Regions from separate parts of the Mus musculus genome. Here region 1 is linked to region 2. The links are chromatin contacts, called in public HiChIP or PLAC-seq maps. All regions are on one chromosome and are shown on one strand. The core of a region is the stretch at or near the end of the contact, and the rest is flanking DNA. Distances in the headings are between cores, read along the strand shown.

The links. HiChIP or PLAC-seq counts read pairs in DNA pulled down with a chosen protein or histone mark.
Region 1: an H3K27ac HiChIP or PLAC-seq map of microglia shows a contact between it and region 2, with 5 times the contacts expected there. The contact joins two enhancer-like sites. A contact is called at or near these places in 1 of 15 datasets of contacts at CTCF or cohesin (large pre-B cells), 2 of 115 datasets of contacts at active chromatin or transcription factors (embryonic stem cells and microglia) and 1 of 9 other capture datasets (embryonic stem cells).

The regions. Positions count from the first base shown.
Region 1 is chr3:98,425,519-98,429,077 of GRCm38.p6, forward strand. Zfp697 (zinc finger protein 697) reads left to right here. Exons shown (of 3, transcript NM_172863.4): 3 at 1,644-3,559. The coding sequence ends at 3,112. Among named protein-coding and RNA genes, the nearest start is that of Gm4450, 30 kb to the right of the region's middle. Within about 2 kb of position 2,148, at least 202 of the 459 cell types and tissues checked have an H3K27ac peak or open chromatin away from gene starts, as enhancers often do. A contact at or near this core is called in microglia, where this site is marked.
Region 2 is chr3:97,931,989-97,935,645 of GRCm38.p6, forward strand. The region is part of intron 1 of Gm5544 (predicted gene 5544); the gene reads left to right. Among named protein-coding and RNA genes, the nearest start is that of Gm5544, 3.6 kb to the left of the region's middle. Within about 2 kb of position 1,458, at least 135 of the 459 cell types and tissues checked have an H3K27ac peak or open chromatin away from gene starts, as enhancers often do. A contact at or near this core is called in microglia, where this site is marked.

The DNA of each region.
Region 1 (3,559 bases), core at 898-3,397, 490 kb after region 2:
CTCTGAGGTGGCAGAACTCACATTTACATTGGATTCCACTGGCATACAACCAGGGCCAGCATCCTGGGGACCTAGGGGTGGGCTCTCCAAAAGTTGGTGCCATGAGTATTCATTCCTTTATACCATCTGCCACTGAGGCCACACTGGTAAGTATGAATAAAGGCCACTCCTAGGTGCTGCTCCTTGCTACAGATGATCACTTGTGACAACACTACAGTGGAATCGCAGCCAATACTGGGGCCTATCTCATAGATGCTGGGGGAGTACCATGATGTGTTGGATTTAAACAGTGACTTTGGACCCCAGAGAGATGGCTCAGTGGTTAGGAATGCTTACTACTCTTGCAGAAGACCTGAGTTCAGTTCTAAGCACCCATATCATTCTGCTCATAACTACCTGGAATCAGTTCCAGGGCATCCAAAGTCCTCATCTCTGCAGGTACCTGCATGTACTTGGCACACATAAACTCACGTTCATACATAATAGATGAATTTATATATGTATACACACATACACATATATTTTAAAGAGTGACTTAGCACAGTGCTGGGTGAAGTACATTGATATTTCTAGTTAAATCATCATTTCCTTCTCTAGAAGCAAATTTGGTGGTTAAGTGACCTACCTATGTCCATGAGGCTGATTACCCAAGTGCCCAAGTTCCTGGTTACCACTCTTGCTATTTCTGACCTGAAAGCAAGTTCTGGGTCTCTAGCCACTTCCCCTACCCTCGTGACCTCTCCCCCACTGAACAGAGATGGAGAGTAGAAGAGGGGGGGGGGTCCATTCTGTAGGTTCTGGGTATCAAAATTAAATTATAAAGCATGCGCGTCAGTGTAGCCCAGTGGTTCACAACCTGTGGGTCCTGACCCCTTTGTGGGCGTCTAATGACCCTTTCACAGGGGTTGGCCTGAGACCCTTGGAAAACACAGGTAATTACATTACAAGTCATAACAGAAGCATAATTACAATTATGAAGTAGCAAGGGAAGCAATTTTAGGGTTGGAGGTCACTACAGCATGAGAAATTATATATTAAAGGGTCGCAGCATCAGGAAGGTTGAGAACCAGTGCTATAGAGATGAGCTCTTTTGATTTTTTTTTTCTTAAGACTTGACTGCTTTTTGAGCACAAACTTGGTAGATGACAACACTGTTGCAATGTCAAAGGTTGGACATGCTTGCACGTTGTTCCCAGACTGACCAAATGGTTTTGTTGTTGTTGTTTTGTTTTAGAATCTGTCTGGGACCTGATGAGTCCTACTGGTCTCATACTTTCTGTGATTAACATGACTTGTGTTTTGAGGCTCTAGCTTTAGAAAGTATGGTTGAGAATCCCCCCTCCCACCCCCGCCTCGTTTTTTTCTTCTGGAAACATATTCCCATCTGGTACAAACCTAGCCATTCGCAGGCTTCAGGTGATTCAGCTGAGCAGAAGCTGGGGTGTCTAGTAGGCGGTGTCTGCCAGGAGAGTTGGCAGTGGGGCAGAGTGCATTATCCTTTAGTCTTAGCAGGAGGAAACTGGTAGGGAAGAGGCCGAGTAAAAAGTAGGGGTAAGGGGGCTGGGGGAGGGGCATTACTCCTTTGGCTCACCCTCCTGGCACATCAGGTCTAGTTGACCCCATTGCCAACTTGTCTGTTGCAGAGGGGCGGCTGAGTGAGGAAGAAAGGGCTATCCTCCGTGAGGAAGAGGACGACCAGCCTGGTGTGGCTGACATGGCTCTGTTCCCAGGACTGTCAGAATCTGACAGCATATCCCGGAGTCCGCGGGGAGAGGAAGATGAAGAGGAGGAAGACGAAGAAGAGGAAAGCGCTGGGGAGAACCGCTTGATAGAGGAGGAAGATCCATTGCCTACTCCCGTGCTTCCTTGGAGGCGTCACCTCTCCCTGGGCGGTCGACACCGGGGTGACAAGCCTGCTCACCGCCGCTTCCACCGGCTCCATCACCCCATGGCCATGGACCTCGGGGAACTAGACAGCCTGATGGCCAGTATCATGGACGCGCCCACCATCTGCCCAGACTGCGGGGAGAGCTTTAGCCCGGGCGCCGCATTCCTGCAGCACCAGCGCATCCACCGCCTGGCAGAGGCCGCCGCCGTGGCCAGCTTGGAGCCCTTCGGTTTGGCCGGCGAGTGCGGAGGAGTGGTGGGGATGATGGGCATGGGTATGGGCGTGGGCATGGGCGTGGCCGGCGGCTTCGGGGCGGGGCCCACGCTGGCCCGGCCCCCTCGCGAAAAGCCCTTCCGCTGCGGGGAGTGCGGCAAAGGCTTCAGCCGCAACACCTACCTGACCAACCACCTGCGGCTGCACACGGGCGAGCGGCCCAACCTGTGCGCCGACTGCGGCAAGAGCTTCAGCTGGCGCGCCGACCTGCTCAAGCACCGGCGCCTGCACACGGGCGAGAAGCCCTACCCGTGCCCGGAGTGCGGCGAAGCCTTCAGCCTCAGCTCGCACTTGCTCAGCCACCGGCGCGCGCACGCGGCGGCGGGCGGCGGCGCGGGCTCGGCGGGCTCGGCGGCGGCGCTGCGGCCCTTCGCATGCGGGGAGTGCGGCAAGGGGTTCGTGCGCCGCTCGCATCTGGCCAATCACCAGCGCATCCACACCGGCGAGAAGCCGCACGGCTGCGGCGAGTGCGGCAAGCGCTTCAGCTGGCGCTCGGACCTGGTGAAGCACCAGCGCGTGCACACGGGCGAGAAGCCCTACATGTGCTCCGAGTGCGGCGAGACCTTCAGCGTGAGCTCGCACCTCTTCACGCACAAGCGCACGCACTCGGGCGAGCGGCCCTACGTGTGCCGGGAGTGTGGCAAGGGCTTCGGCCGCAACTCGCACCTCGTCAACCACCTGCGCGTGCACACCGGCGAGAAGCCCTTCGGCTGCGGCCAGTGCGAGAAGCGCTTCAGCGACTTCTCCACGCTCACGCAGCACCAGCGCACGCACACCGGCGAGAAGCCCTACACATGTCTCGAGTGCGGCAAGAGCTTCATCCAGAGCTCCCACCTCATCCGCCACCGGCGCATCCACACCGGCAACAAGCCTCACAAATGCGCGGGCTGTGGCAAGGGCTTCCGCTACAAGACGCACCTTGCACAGCACCAGAAGTTGCACTTGTGTTAGGGAGGGCATCCGAATGAGGCGGCGGTGGGAGTCGTCTGGCTACTGATCTGTAGATGTTGGGGAAGGGGCAGGAGGGACAGTCTGAGAGTGTCTGGGGGAGCCTTTTGGTGTTTGCCACCCCACCCCCCAGGAGATGGTTAATAAGAGTTGTTACTTCGAGGTGCCTACCTCCACCTTCAAAGTAACTCTTAGAAGATGTGCTTGACTTGATAGCTTACTTAAATACACACTGCGAAGAGTGAAAAGCTTGGAAAAGCAGAGTTGGGAGGACCCCGAGGAAAGGCATTTGGGGCTGTGTAGAGAGGCTTGGACTGTGTGAGAACTGAGATAGGTGATTTGTTTAGAGTTACAGGCGTACAACAAAAAGCGGGTAGAAATAAGAATGTCACACTCCCGGGGCATGGTAAGCCTGAGTTTGCCCTAACACCTCACTTATCAGCTCTATTA
Region 2 (3,657 bases), core at 208-2,707:
TAAGCAAATCTTGACTCAAAAAAGGAAAAGGAAAGGAACCCCCCACTATAATGCACATGAACATGTATTTAACCAGGTTCACTCGGGATTGATGTTAGCACAGCTGAATGCAGCCAGGGAGGAGGTGACTTTGAAGTACACTCGAAGGCATCCTTGTTCCTCAGCACGGCATTTTATCTTGGGAATTGTTCTTCTTTCCAGCTAGCTTCTACCCCTCTGCTTACCTCCCTACCCTCACCCCTGTCGTCCCACACTTAGCCCTACATGGATCCAGTTTGCATGCTGTGGTAGCTGCTGTGAGGCTGCGGTTTATTAGGCTCAGACTGCAACAGGAAGGCATTGAATCGAAAGCAGAGGGGAGGAAGCACAAACCGATACCCACCACAAAGCTGCTGAGTGCCCGGCGTGACCCAAGACGCACCCTCTGGTGAGGGAGCAAGAAGCCACAGGGTTTAATAAATCATCACCTTCATCTACTTCCCTCACAGCCTTCCTGGGTCACCGCAGCATAGAGACAAAAAGCCACTGGTGGGGGGCAGGGGGGGCGGAGAAATGGCGACATGGTTAAGATCACTGACTGCTCTTGCAGTCCACATAGTGGTACACAACCATCTGTAATGTGTGTGTGTGTGTGTGTGAGAGAGAGAGAGAGAGAGAGAGAGAGAGAGAGAGAGAGAGAGAGACCCTTATACACATAAAATAATTTTTTTTAAAAAGAAAAGGCACCAGAGATATAGAGACTAAGGGAAGGTTTCAGAAGCAAATGGCTGTGGACCAACTATTCATTGCTAATGCCTTATTCTAGCCCAGCTCTGAGTTCAGGCCAGCCCCGAGGATGAAAATCTGGGGAGGGTATTGGTTAATCGCTCTCAGCCTGTGCTGATTCCCACGTCCTTGGTAAACCTTCGCTGTCTGTCTACCTGAAACGCTGTTTGTAGTGATGCAGACTCTTTGTATCTATCGGGTTTCCTGACTAACGGGAACTCCCATGTTCCATGTGCGTGCTATACCCTGTGTCCTAGGTGAGAACGCTTATTTCCCGGTCCCTCCTTCAGTGGGGAGAGAAGAGAAATGGGAGGATCAAAAACATTTTGCGTCTGATTTTACCACAGCCTACCTATGTGTATTTCTTCCCCTTACTATCAAAAGTGATAATCCCAAAGCCTGGAGTATATGGCAGGGCGTGAAAGGTATGGAATGCATACTTTAAGCACCAGGAAGGCTGGGAAATCCCCAGGGTGCACAGCACAGCGTCTTAGAATTCACCTCCCTGGCTACCTCAGAATCCGGGAGGGGAGAGCCGGCCCCTGCTTTTGAAGAGTCAGAACTCAGAGAATCTTTCCTCCACCTTCTCAGTGTGGAGGAAAGGATGCTTTGCTTGGCTAGAAGTAGGCTCTTGGGTCTTCACAGGGTGCCAAGCTCACACTTCAGAGAACAGAACAGGAAGTGCTGTTCACGCAGCTGGGAGGAGGGCTTGCTTGAGCCTGAGCCTGTTAAGTTCCCCTCTCACCCTTTGACCCAACCAGGGCTGACTGGAGGCTCACTGGGGAAGAGATGAGATGTGCCCTGGGGTCTCGCTCGTCCCTTAGCTCAAAGCATGTTTAGCTTTCGGCTTCTGACCCAGCTCTGCCAAGACCCAGCTCAATGCTGAAACTAAAATGGAGGCATCTGGGACATAACATAGTGGGAGGTCAGGGAGACGTTTTTTGGAGAAATGGGTTTCCTTTTCTGGCATTAGCGTCTTTACAAGTGGTAGAGGTGTCTTGGCTTTAGCAACTTTGACAGCAGTGAGTTAGAAAGGCTCTAATAAGTGAAAGAATGGAGTCTGTAGTCAGGGAAATGTTTGAAATTCCCTTTCCCTTCCTCTTGCTTCCCAACCTCCCTCCTTCTCTCTCCTTATTCCTCATGGCTCTCTTCCTGTCTTCCCACCTTCCTTCCCACCTTCTTCAGGGAAGAGGGGACTGGGACTGGGAGGCACCAATTCAGCAAGCCTCAGTCTGGGCGTGTGCCTAGGGTTTACCCGCATGCTGCAATAGTCGAGTACATCCCTCAGGCGATGTGTAAGAATCATGAGTGCTTCCTCCAAACTGCAGTAGCTGGGTGACTGTATCTGTCACAGATTATGACCAGATGAGTCCATTACGTTCTTCTTTTTTTTTTCTTTTTAAAGATTTATTTATTTATTTATTTATTTATTTAGTATATGTAAGTACACTGTAGCTGTCTTCAGACATTCCAGAAGAGGGAGTCAGATCTCATTACAAATGGTTATGAGCCACCATGTGGTTGCTGGGATTTGAACTCTTCAGAAGAGCAGTCAGTGTTCTTAACCTCTGAGCCATCTCTCCAGCCCCCCATTGCAATCTTTAGAAAAGAAAAATTCATATGGGAACAGAGAATTCCTGGGCTGCTCACGGAGGCAAGGGCTTGGGTGCTGTGCATGAACAATAAAGAATAGATTTCAGTGTTAGTTTTTTAAAGATTTGTTTGGTGTGTGTGTGTGTGTGTGCGTGCATGAGTTGCCAGTAGAGGCCAGAAGAGGGTATTGGATCCACTGGGACTGGTATTACAGGCAGCTATCATCCATCTGATATGAATGCTTGGAACAGAACCCAGGTCCTCTGTAAAAACAGCAGGTATGGAGTTGGAGTGGTGGCTCAGTGGTTAAAAGCACTGTCTGCTCTTCCAAAGCAGCAGGGTTCAATTCCCAGTACTCACATGGCAGCTCAAACTGTCTGTAAGTCCAGTTCCAAGGGATCTGACACTCTCACGCCAGTGCATTTCAAATTAAAAAAAAAAAAAAAAAAAAAAAAAAAAGGCAGCAAGCTCACACTCTTAACTGCTGACTCATCTTTACAATCTCTCTGCATTTTCTTTTATTTTAAATGGGAGGGGCTCTCCTTTCCTCTCTCAACATCTTAACAAGTCACCTCTTACCTAAGGTTTGATGCTCTCATCTGGCAGGAGCAGGGATGGTTGAGTTTCTATTAAAATTAAAACCATATGCCCCAATGTGGCTTTTACAAAGGTTAAGATTACATGAAACCTTTACGCGTGTTATATTTCTAGCTGTCACCATCTAGTAACTGTACAGATGAGTAAGCCCTAGCCACAGCTGTTCTGTCTCCTCTACCCAGTGTCACAGGGCTGTCAGAAAAAGACAGGCTTTGATGGGGAGAGGCTACGACATGTAAGGAAGAGTCATTGTGATGTGCTGGGTGTCTGGACATGCTCTGAGCTTTTAAGGGCAGGGTGTGTGTGTGTGTGTGTGTGTGTGTGTGTGTGTCTGTGTGTCTGTGTCTGACTAGATACAATGAGGCAATGAGATATAATAATACCACTATATTCTTTAACTTGTCCTGTATTCTTGTTTGTTGCATATCCTGTTAGGTAGGGGGTGACACCCGTATGCATGCATCTTGAGGCAGAGGAGGACTTCTTTCAGTACTACCCTCTTCCTTAACAATTCCTTGTTATTTTAAGACACTCTTATTACTAAGCTCATCATTTCTGTGAGGCAGGCTGGCCAGGGCCAGATCTTGGGATCTTTCTGTCTCCACTCCACAGTGCTCAGGTTACAAGCGTGTTCAGACACGCCCTGCCTTTGTTGTTTGTTTTGGGTTCTGATTTAGTTTGGCTTTTCGAGAAAGGGTTTCT